3 separate regions of the Mus musculus genome follow, and all the other regions are linked to region 2. A link is a contact called in public HiChIP or PLAC-seq data. All regions are on one chromosome and are shown on one strand. The core of a region is the stretch at or near the end of the contact, and the rest is flanking DNA. Distances in the headings are between cores, read along the strand shown. Region 1 has its middle 35 kb from the start of Gm36102. Region 2 overlaps Twist2 (twist basic helix-loop-helix transcription factor 2). Region 3 overlaps Gm35381 (a long non-coding RNA gene).

Evidence for each region. HiChIP or PLAC-seq counts read pairs in DNA pulled down with a chosen protein or histone mark.
Region 1: an HNF4G HiChIP or PLAC-seq map of pancreatic cancer cells shows a contact between it and region 2. The contact joins two enhancer-like sites. A contact is called at or near these places in 4 of 39 promoter capture datasets (the HPC-7 cell line, liver, pre-B cells and 1 more) and 1 of 115 datasets of contacts at active chromatin or transcription factors (pancreatic cancer cells).
Region 3: a contact with region 2 is called in a FOXA1 HiChIP or PLAC-seq map of pancreatic cancer cells. The contact joins two enhancer-like sites. A contact is called at or near these places in 1 of 39 promoter capture datasets (pre-B cells), 1 of 115 datasets of contacts at active chromatin or transcription factors (pancreatic cancer cells) and 1 of 9 other capture datasets (liver).

Annotation. Positions count from the first base shown.
Region 1 is chr1:92,785,124-92,789,020 of GRCm38.p6, forward strand. No RefSeq gene overlaps it. Among named protein-coding and RNA genes, the nearest start is that of Gm36102, 35 kb to the left of the region's middle. Within about 2 kb of position 2,253, at least 62 of the 459 cell types and tissues checked have an H3K27ac peak or open chromatin away from gene starts, as enhancers often do. A contact at or near this core is called in pancreatic cancer cells, where this site is marked.
Region 2 is chr1:91,814,796-91,818,765 of GRCm38.p6, forward strand. The region is part of intron 1 of Twist2 (twist basic helix-loop-helix transcription factor 2); the gene reads left to right. It overlaps Gm46117 (a long non-coding RNA gene), which reads right to left. Exons shown (of 3, transcript XR_001779204.2): 2 at 1,209-1,282; 3 at 632-887. Among named protein-coding and RNA genes, the nearest start is that of Gm46117, 15 kb to the right of the region's middle. Within about 2 kb of position 2,061, at least 77 of the 459 cell types and tissues checked have an H3K27ac peak or open chromatin away from gene starts, as enhancers often do. A contact at or near this core is called in pancreatic cancer cells, where this site is marked.
Region 3 is chr1:90,895,399-90,898,952 of GRCm38.p6, forward strand. The region is part of intron 4 of Gm35381 (a long non-coding RNA gene); the gene reads right to left. Among named protein-coding and RNA genes, the nearest start is that of Gm35381, 12 kb to the right of the region's middle. Within about 2 kb of position 1,488, at least 125 of the 459 cell types and tissues checked have an H3K27ac peak or open chromatin away from gene starts, as enhancers often do. A contact at or near this core is called in pancreatic cancer cells, where this site is marked.

The DNA.
Region 1 (3,897 bases), core at 1,003-3,502, 970 kb after region 2:
TGGCATGGAGTATATGAGTCCCTGGCCTACGGAACACGACTGTAGCTTCACCTTGAGCCTTGGAAGCAGGCCCAGCCTGACTCAGCCTCAGACAGCCCTTTAGACCCCTGGCTATCAGCTCCCAGAGACACCTGTGCTGGACCTTGGACTTGCCCGCTACTCTGTAGTTCCTATGGTCAGAATGTTTCTGTCCCCTGAATCTACATACTGAAACCTAATGCTCGATACCATAGTGTTGTGAGCCTCTGGGGATAAGTAAGTACATTTTGCAAACAGCCCTTATGAAGAGAATTCAAGTCCTTACAAAGGAAGAAAAGCAGCCAAGGAGATAGCTCTGTCCATTAAGTCCTTGCCTTGTTTCCTCAGACACCACCCCCAAATCTGGGCATGATGATGCACATCTGTAATCCTAGCACTGTCAATGTGGAAATAGGTGGATTCTCGGGGCTCACTAACCTGCTTGTCAAGGTCCAGGCCAATGAGATACTCTGACAAAACAAACAAACACCAGCTATGGCTGGAGAGATGACTCAGCTCAGTTGATAAAGTGAATGTCAAGCAATCATGAGAACCTGAGTTCAGATTCCCAGCACTCACAGGAAAAGCCAGGCACGGTGGTGCACGCTTGTAATCCAGGCACTGAAGAATCCGAGATGAGAGGACTCCTGAGCTCACTGGACAGTTAGTCTTGCAGAATTCGTGTGCTCCAGGATCATTAAGAGACACTATCTAAAAACATGGTGGGGAGCAATTGGGAAGATACTCAAGGCTGGCCTCTAGCCTACACAGAGAGAGGGGGCAGGAGGTAGAGATAGCCTCTTTGCCCCTTACACAATGACACATCACCTATGGAAAAGTTGGCCCTCAATGTCATAGAAAATGCAGCATCTGCTTCTGCCTTGGTTGGATTTCAGGGTCAAAGAAGGTTATAATGTTCATGAGCCATTCGGTCTGTGGATTTGGTACGACAGCCAGAACAGGCAAAGGTGAGTGAGCGGGAGCCTGGAGAAGGCGGACTGCTTGAAGGTCCCACAGCAGGAGTTCAGGGAAGACCAGACTCCAGAGTGTGGAGCATGCTTTGTCCTCAAGGGCTGCACTCCGGCTTAGGCCCAGATACCTCCGGGTCCTATGCAGAGCATCTGGAACTCAGGGCCAGGTCCTATCTCAAGGCAGCCAGAGCCTTTAGCCTTGTTTCCACGATCGAATACGCAGGTGCACCGGTGTTCTGCCAAGCACACTCCATGAACATGGGTCCTTGGCCCGCTCAATTTAACTATATCCCCAGTGACCTCCACTATGTCCTTCCAGGCCCTCTGCTCCTCCCCCTTGACCCTTGACCTCACCCCAGCTCACTCACTCAGAACCCCATCATGGGTCCTGTTACCAAAGTATCCTAATACTAAAGTCACCTGGCCCACGGTGGCCCTGCCTCACTTGCTCCCACAACACCCCACAGCATTGTATCCTCTCCCTCATCTGACCCACAGTGAAGAACCCAACTCCCCAGCCCAGCAGAAGAGATGCTTAAAGGTCCCTCCTCCCACGCCTGCTTCTGCAGGTGCTTCTTGCACATATTCCAGGGCGAAGGACTGCCTGCTCCAAGATCAAGGCGAATATTCCAGGTTCAGACTGCACGTTCAGGGGGACATGCTCTAGTCCAGGACTAAGTCTAATGCACTCCTTAACATTAGGTCTTGAAATCTGTCCAGACAATCCCAGGAGGAACAATCAATGTAGTTTGCCATTTGCAGGGAACCCACACATGCTCTCAACTGTTCAGGAGAGACCGGGACCGCCCTGCTGAGCAGCAAATCTTGCTCTACCCTGACCACCTCTCTAGCAACAATCTCAGGGCTGGGGAAGGCCCAGGGTAGGAGGATCTGGGGAGAATTTTCCAGATCTCCTCTTTGCCAAGGTAGGGTAGGCCTTGCCACTTCTCTGGGAGTGTCAAGTTCTTACTCTCTAACAGTGAATGCTACCAAGGTCATCCTGCCAGCCTCTTCCTTCTGACGCTTTGAGGCCCAGTTCTGCTGTGATCCTAAGACCCAACACAAGGCCAGCTTCCTCCTGCCAGGCACAGCTCCCCACCCTCAGGCAGGACCAGCTGTGTCTATGGGGGAAGAGAGGGCCGCAGGGGCTGTGGGGAAGGGACAGATGTGCAACAAGAGGGGCATTGTCCACACTCTAATCAGACTCCCAGGAGCTGCAGGGGTGGGAACAGCTAGGCAGAGTTCTGAGCTGGAGGCTCCCAAAATAGCCAGGGTGCGGCTGGTGGCCGGGCTGGGCAGCTGACTTCACGCCACAAGCATGCTGGGCAGCCCAGCTGTCTGGGGCCGCACCTGCTCGGCCTGAGCAGAAGGCTGCCCTCGGTGGAATGGGATGAACAGCCTGGGGCCTGGCCACCCACAGCCCAGCTCTTGGCTGTGTCCCAGAGGGCCCTCCAGGCGCTTGGAGCACCATGCTACTCCTTGATCCTGTCCACTTGGGCCAAACTCACCCCCTTGACAAGGCTTGGGTCGCTCAGAGAGGTGGGCTGTTGTATGTGAAGGAAGAGACTCTACCTTCCTCGTGGGACACCTTTGAAGGAAGGAAGAATGATCTTCCTACTCAAGGCAGGGGTACCATCTGTTCTCCTGGAGGTGGGGGTGGGGCGGGGGGTTGTCTCTGTGACTCCAACACTGGCTCAGGAGGCTCGTAAACACTACTGAAGTTCATAGGTTGACATCGTTATCTTCTTCCTTGATAGTGGCTCCTGTGCCCTCCATAATGGCTTCTGGACCACCAGGAGTCAGTCACCTCAAGCTGTTCCAAAAATCTCTTTCCTTTCCTGGGCTTGAGATAGGCTAAAAAAAAAAAAAAAAAAAGTTTCCTAGGGTCAGGGCAGGAAATTGAAATTGAGTAGCCCTCAGACAAACTCCATTTCTCAGGGCTTCCTCCCCGGGGGTATCCTGGGGTAATACCCATGTCTGGATGTTCTGCGGGGGCCACCAATTCATTTTCCCGAGGGACAGATGCGTGATAACTTCTTTTGCTAGGACTATGCACAGGGAGTTGATACCCATGGGTAGATCTTGAAACAGGCAGAACTCCCTATCAGGGCCCAGGACTCAGCAGCTGTGCATCGCCCTGAGAAAGGTCAGCTGAGTGACAAATGACAACACACTGTGCAGTCTTCACTTCGGCTTTTGTGGTCCAGTGGATCATGCATACATATGACAAAGTTCAGATAATGCAAAGAACATCTTAAGAAATTAAATATCTGCCCCATAGCTTGAGAAACGCAATAAAACAACTGCAAAGGAAGGGGATTTGGTTGAATAATAGGCTAGGACCAGGTTTCTGAAGGGCTTTGTGGTTCAACCAAGGAAAAACTGTTTCTGTTCGGCTAGGCCCTGAGGCCCTCCTGTGTAAAGAGCTGGGCTGTGGGTACCTTCCACGCCTCCACATCGGTACTGCCTCAAGTGCACAGGAGCAACCTCAGGGGCAGACTCACTCACTAAGGCAAACACACCTGCTCCCACATACACAGGGATACCCAGTCCTGTTAACAGAAGGTAAGTGACAGCAGGGTCCCTAATCCCATCCCTCTGTTGGCCTTTCCTGGTTCCTCTCTCTCAAGTGAAATATTACCCCTAGCAGACCCAGTGGTGCAGGCCTGGTTGGGGTCTCCAGCATCTGTGCAGAAATCCTCAGGAATGGCCTGAGACCTGACACACACACACACACACCCTCACCCCTGCCTCCTTCACAGTCCTTGCTGTCTGTGGGGCCTTAGAACGAGGAGCACAGCAGTCCCAGGGGTGCTTTAGCTAATGCCAATCCCAGGTTTTCACACCCCTCCCAATCCCAGGACCCATAAGACCTGCACATTCTGTCCCTAACTACCCGTCTTGCCCT
Region 2 (3,970 bases), core at 811-3,310:
TGAGGGAGGTGGGAGTGAGTCTCGTCCCCCATCTCTGGCCTGGGAGAAAACTCATGCAGTTTGCCTAAGAAGAGTCGGAGGTTTTAACGTTGAAAATATCCCTTCTCAGCACACTTTCTAGATTATTCAAGCTACTGCTCTTCACACAGCTTTTTTGTTGCTGGGGAAGGCAGGTATTCTACCCTTGAGATACATCCCAGCTAGGATCCCCTTGAACCAGTGACTCTGCGTGTAGGGAGCCTTCTAAATCAGTGGTTGCAACTTCTTCTCAACCTGTGGGTGTCACTCCCTTCAGGTTCCAATATCAGACATCCTGCATATCCGATATTTACAGTTCATAACAGTAGCAAGATTACAGTTAAGGAGTAGCCATGGAAATGATAGGACAATAGCGTTTAACCGTAAATTAGACACAGTGAGAAGGGAACAATAATCAATTTCAAAAACAGAACGGTTACAACCGCACAGTGCAACATCATGCAAACACTCCCCCCACCCCAATCTTCATTCCATTGTACATACAAAGTAGAAAACCCCTCAGGCTGTAACTCAGTGAAGTAGCCTGAAACCAACCATATACAGTGAGCTTGGGTCTGGGGCATGCTTGTTTACTAAATACCCCATAGATGCCTTGATTCACCTTTGCTGTCTGGGTGCATGGACACAGAGTAGGTTCTTAAAGACAAAGAAGGCCCACCAGCACCCCTTCCTAAAGGAGAGGTCAACTAACCCTCTGCTCACCTCCATGAAACAATGCCGTCACCACACTGTTTCAGCCACTGCTCCCCAGGGGATGGGTTGGCATTAGAACTTTCTCTCTGCATCCTACTGAAGTGATCTAGGAAGGTGGCTGGGTGGTGGGGCGCTGGCCCAGCGTGCTGCAGGCTCTACAACAAAATCCAGAAAGTGGCCTTTTGAGGGATATTGTCATGTCTTCCTCAATCCACGGGTCACCCCGTCCCTGTCCTCACACAGAGACTGTTGGGCTAGTCTGGGGCATTCCTCTGGAGTGTGCTAGCTAGCCTGCCTTAGGTCAATAGTGTAGCTCACGGGTTCCCCTTGACCACAGGGATGCAGTTATGACTATGAGGCCACATCTTAAGCTCCATCTGCCAGAGCCACCTGCCTCTGTGAGGTCCTTGACTGGTTGATTGTTCAGGTTTAGGGCAGAGATCCCCATGTGTCCATCTTCCCACCAGCAGACTCACCTCAAGACTCGGGTTCCTCTCTGTGTTCTCCAGTCCTCTGGGGTGCCATTTGAGAGGACACCAGTCACTGGCCGCTGCAGATTGTGGAGGCAAGCAGAAAACAGACAAGGAAGCAAAAACATCTCAATGAACTCATTGACCACTCCCCTGGACCATGCTGAGAACAGCCATTTAAAGCCACCTCAGTCCTGGGAGCAGGAAGGTAGCCACTCACCTGTAGGTGTTTGTATTGCCCTTCTTTCTGTAGGGTAAAAGGTTACTCACTCAGCACCTAGGTTGCAGTTGATGCTGTGTATGGTTCATGCTGAGGACCTGGGAGGGTTGGGGACTATGTGGGCATAGCTTCCAACCTGGATCTCCTAACATCCCGTTTCCTGGGACCCGCCCTCTGCAGCCCCTTCATAGACCAAGCTCCCCTCTGAGCTGGAGAGCAACCAGACTCTGAATCTTGTGTCTCCTTTTGCAGTCCTTAGTTGTAATCTAATTTTTGTTATTCTTGTTTTCTTTCACACATTTGACGCATACTTCTGGCAAATTCTAGGACCACACTTGCCAGATGACCAAATCTTTTTTTTTTTCAGAGTAATGACTGACATTTTTGTGAGTTTCCATCAGCTAGGCGGGAAGTGGCTAGAGGTGAGGGGCAAGCTCTCCCACGCTCAGATTCCCTCTGTAGCACTCACCACCATAAATATGTCACACACTCACAGGCCTGCACCTTAGTCCTTGATTCAAAACCACGGATTCCTTTTGTAAAGATCTCAAAGAAGCAAGAAGTTAATGGCTGGGGTCAGTCCCCTGCAGGGGCCTCCTCCATGAATCAGTGCCCCGGGAGCAGGGTGACTCAGAGCAGAGCTTGTGTCTCCTGGTTCTGTGAATAAACAAAGCAGGAAAGTCTGACTGGTCCCTGGGGTGCAGGGTGGGAGGCGGCTCCCAGCTCTGAGGACGCCCCACCCAGCCCAAGAGCCAGGTCAGCCCGAGGAAGGGAAGATCAGAGGGGAGAAGGCTGGACCTCACCGGAACAAAAGCCAAACAAGGCAGAAACAGACCAGAGGGTACTCAGGAAGCTGCTGTCCTGGTGGGTTGAGGTCTTGGGGGGTGCTTAGGATACCCTTAGGATAAACTAGCACAGACACCTGCTCTGGGGCTGTCCATGCCTGGATTACCTAGACACATAAACCACCGCCATCTTCCCACTCCTCCCCTCCTGTGCCTCCCCAGGCTTCACACCTTGACTCTGGGTAACACTGATGCTGATTCCCCTTCCTGAGCACCGAGTAACAGAGTACCATGGAGGTGGGATCCCCTCTTTCTGTCTTCTCCCTCCACAGGATCCTGAGTACGGAATTTGAGGTAGGGTTGGACCTTTGGGACATGACTCTGATATAGCTGTCTCTTGTGAGGCTATGCCAGTGCCTGGCAAATACAGAAGTGGATGCTCACATTCAGCTATTGGAAGGAACACAGGGCCCCCAAAGGAGAAGCTAGAGAAAGTACCCAAGGAGCTGAAGGGATCTGCAACCCTATAGGTGGAACAACAATATGAACTAATCAGTACCCCCCAGAGCTCGTGTGTCTAGCTGCATATGTAGCAGAAGATGGCCTAGTGGGCCATCACTGGGAAGAGAAGCCCTTGGTCTTGCAAAGATTATATGCCCCAATACAGGGGAATGCCAGGGCCAGGAAGTGGGAGTCGGTGGGTTAGGGAGCAGGGCAGGGGAGGGTATAAGGGACTTTTGAGATAGCATTTGAATTGTAAATGAAGAAAATATCTAATAAAAATTGTTAAAAAAATAAAAATAAAAAAGCAAGATCAGAGACTCCTGGATTCTCCAAGCATGCAAGGTTCAGAGGATCTGGCTGGAAGGTGGCAGAGTCCCTTCTCTTCTGTTGTTCCTGGGGACACAGACATCATTGCCCTGCAAAGGCAAATGGCCAGAGGGGGTGCTCTAGGCTCAGTTGGTCTCCACCATTCCATCACATATCCTCAAAAAGGCCCAGGGAGGCTGGGACTTCCTCCATTTCACAGGCAGGGAAACTGAGGTCCCCAGAAAATGGATAGCAATGGGCACAGGCTAGGAAGCAAACCCAGGTAGTCTGCTTTTAGTACATTGCCCCAAAATTCCATTTCCCCTTATGAATATGGCCCAGTTCTTAGGGAAATACATTTTCGCAAATGTGAGGCAGCCATTCATCTCAGCTGCTATGTGCACTCCCTAAGGGTGACAGCCCACCTGGGAACAGCCAGGCACTTGCTGACATTTTCTATACTCTTGTCAACCGCTCTCAGGTGTTTTGTGTGCTCACTGACAGGAGGAGATGGAGCATGTGGCCGGGAAGATCTATGTCTGCAGACTGGGGGTCAGGGGAGAGCCAATCACAGAGTACCTGGTGTATGCTGTTTGGGGGCTTGTCTTCCTACTGTGGCAATGAGAAATGTCAGCTTTTTCTCCTGCTAGAAGGCTCACTGACACCCTCAGTGGCAAACCGTCTTTCCATATGTAGTAAGACTAAGTAACAACTCACAGGCCACTTGCCACTGCTGGGCCTTGTTGAATTTGTTTCTCACTGTTGTGACAAGCTGCCCGACAGAAGCGGCTTCAGGAAGGGTTTCTTTTGGCCGTCCGAGGCTGCAGACTACCATGGAGGGGAAGGCGTGGCAGCAGGGACTGGAGGCAGCCAGGGCCACATGGCATCCATAGTCAGGAAGCAGAGATGAATGCTGGTGTCTGCCCCCTTCTCCTTCCTATTCTGTCCAGGAC
Region 3 (3,554 bases), core at 238-2,737, 920 kb before region 2:
CCCCTGAGCATCTATCAGTCAACAACAGGCCAGAACTAGGAAGCAAGCAATCCACTGTCTATCCCTTGACCACATCACAGAGCACCGAGACAGTCATCACAAGGTCCCCAGTAAGGCCACAGAGGCCACTTGATCACTCACCACACATCTTGCTGCTCCAACCAGGCTCTTCCCAAGACCTCCTCCCAAATACATGGCTTAAAATCACTTTTGGCTCAGTCTGGCTCTAAGGAATTCTAAGTCAGATTATCCATCCACACTACTAAACTGGTAAGTCAAGGGCTGGGGATGTAATTCTATTAATAGGGTGCTTGGCTAACAGGCAGAAAGTCCCAGCCCCATCCAAATTGCAGCATCAAGCCAGGTGTGGTAGTGCAAATCTGTAATCCTAACACTCAGGAGGTTCAAGGAGGGGGACCAGAAGGTCAAAGCTGTAGAGGCTAGCCTGAGACACATGAGACCATATCTCAGAAAGGAGGAGGAGGAAGAGGAGGAAGAAGATGAGTAGGAGGAGGAAGAAGAGGAGGAGGAATAGGGATAGGAAGAGGAAGTGGAGGAGAAACAAAAGGAGTAGGTGGAGGAAGAAACGAGGTGGAAGAGATGAAGAAAAAGGAGGAAGAGGAAAAAGAGGAGGAAGAGGAAGAAGAAAAGGAGGAAGAGGAGGAGGAGGGAACAACTGAAACCAAGCAAGCAGGTGTGTCTCACATGCAAAGACTAAGCAGGCCTGGCCCTGCTTTAACTTGAGGAAATCTGGCACATTCTGGACAATATGGCCATAAAAAGATCTAAGTAAATTTTCTATACCAGATAAATCATACATGATGCCCATTAACCCAGGAGAGCAGAGGGCTGTGCACAGCTAACCTGACCACATTCCACACACACACACACACACACACACACACAGAGAGAGAGAGAGAGAGAGAGAGAGAGAGAGAGAGAGAGAGAGAGATTCAGAGACAGGAGTGGCTACTAACCAATGACCTTTCTTCAAAGCAATGTCCAAGCCAGTGGGAGAGTGTCAAAACCCATCAGTCATGTCTACCCCAGCAAAGCACACTGCGCATAGTGACAGACATGATCCTGGTTGCCAACCCTGCCCCTCAGCTCATGGACTCAACAGGCTCACAACGCCATCAGCAGATGCCTGTCGTAAGTTCCCTAGGTCCCCAAAAGCTAATCTCCCCTTTGCCAGAGGCACATGTGCTGAAATACGGGCACCAAAGCCTATGATCACTCCATGTAAAAAAAAAAAAAACAAAAAACAAAAAAAAAAAAAAAAACAGAGATACAAAATTTAGAGCACTTAGCATGGAACCTGGCCCACCTGGGTGAGTGGTAAACTAAAAATAGACATGAGTCACGGTTGGCCTGGGAGGGTGGATCTCAGTTCCAGCAAGAGCACACCCTCCCCTTCCCCCGCCCCAGCACCACCTAAGGCAGCCAAGGAGCAGAAGCCTGTGTGTACCCTATGTGCAGCCCAGCATGGGCAGGACACTCAGTGCACGTCTTTGGCACCGGCCTTCTGTGAGTCACATGGTTGTGGAGAGCCCTGGGGCCTGCGCCTTGCGTTCTGCTGAGCGTATCTGGAACCATCTGGCCAGGCACTGGAGCCCGCTTGGAGTCCCTGGATAAACACATCCCGTCACTTAGGAAAACAGAATTCGGTTTTCCTTACTTGATGAAGGAAGCCTCTGGGGGGTAGTTACAGAAATGTGTGCAAGACTAGGGGAGGGAGTTGGCCAGCTTACTAGAACAGGAAGCCGAGGGTCTTTGCACAGCACAATGCAGAGAAAGGTGAGAGAAAGCAAGAGTGAGGGAAAGCAGCCCCATTGGAGGTGTGTCCACAACGACCAAATTTCACAGTCACACATGCTCTGATTTACACACAGGCTCCATTCCAGGGCTGTTTCCAAGGTAATTGTTTGGAGTTTGGGACGGAATTTCCCGTAGAAACTGCTCACTGGCGGTAAACTTAACCCACTGAGAGCTTTCTCCACTATGCAAGGAACTAAAGACATCATTGCTTCACTCTTCCCAGTCCTTCTACATCATATGAATCATTGCTTCAGTGAGAAATTAATGCTCATGAATAAAACAAGAGATTCTCTCTTGTTCCTCTGTACCACCCACCTCAGTAAATAGAACTTGGGACAGGTTCCCTGGAGCAGGTAAGTAGAGAGAGGTGTCCTAAGCTGACTATGAAAGCCAAGGCTATGTCACTCTCTGATCAGACACTCACCGTCTCTGAGCCTTGCTCACCTCTCCCGCAAATAGTCCCTACTTGTGCTATTGCCCTTGATGTTATTAAGCGCTGGAGTATATAGTGCCCAAGAACAGAGCTTGACTGGCATTGCCTGTTGCCTCTACTTTTATGCACAGAGGAGAGAATTCAAGGAAAGCAATAACAAAAAGATGAACCATGTCTATTTTTTTTCTTAATCTGATCATCATGCCTGGTTTATGGCATTCTGTAATGAGGATCTAATGATGGATGGATGGATGGATGGATGGATGGATGGATGGACAGACAGAGTGAAGGATAGACATGTGGATGTAGAACATGCACATACTGTCTTCTGAGCCACTGCCACTAGCTTGAGTTTAGTACCCTTCTCTTAGACCTTTATCAGTTGTCTTTCTCCTTGCTGTGACAAAACACCTCATAATAATTACTTAAGGAAGAGGGGGTGTGTTTTAGCTCAGAGTGTTTCCCATCATGATGGGGAGTCGTGGTTGTGAGAGTTTGGTCTGGTGACATTTCACCCACAGTGAGGAAGCAATACCCAGTGAAGCCTCAGGCTCAGCTTGCTTTCCTTTTAACACAGTCTTTGACCCCAGCCCTATGGAAAGATGCTGCCCACACTTAGGGTGGGTGTTCCCTCCTCAATTAACCTAATGTGTCTAGGAATATCTAATCCTTCACAGATGTGCCCAGGGGCTTGTTTCCACAGTGATTTTAGGTCCTGTCAAGTTGCAGATACTAACCATCACAGACTTACTCCCAACCCTACCCACAGGCAGGCCTTGATGCTATTGAATCCTATCTATTAATTACAATTGCCTGTCCTCTGGCTCTGAGGAGTCATCTCTCTGCTCCAGCCTTTCTCTAGGCTCTTTGCCACCAGCAGTCCCAAGGGCCATGCCCATGGAGGCATTTTTCATGGTTATCCCTTAGCCCAGTTATCCCTTTGCCTCCAGCGTCCTCTGAATCTCACTCTCCCATGAAGCTAGCTCTCACTTCCCCACACACCACCAGCCTTGGTCTCTTATCTGAGAGGCAAAGTCAAGTTGAGTCTTCCTGGTGACTGTTTTTATTTTTAGACCCCATCAGTACCTTAAGTACAAACCCAGAGTCCCTCTTACAGGTTTTTCCTGCCTCAAGCATTTCATCCCTGGTCTCCATCCCCTAACAACTATAATCCCCTCCCAATAGCAGATTCTTAGGAATAGAAGTCCCGATTCCTTCCTTTCCTCGGATTCCTCCCCATCTGATTAGTCACTGTATCTGCACCTCCTTCCAGGTTGCCTGAATTCAAGTTTGTCTCTGGTTG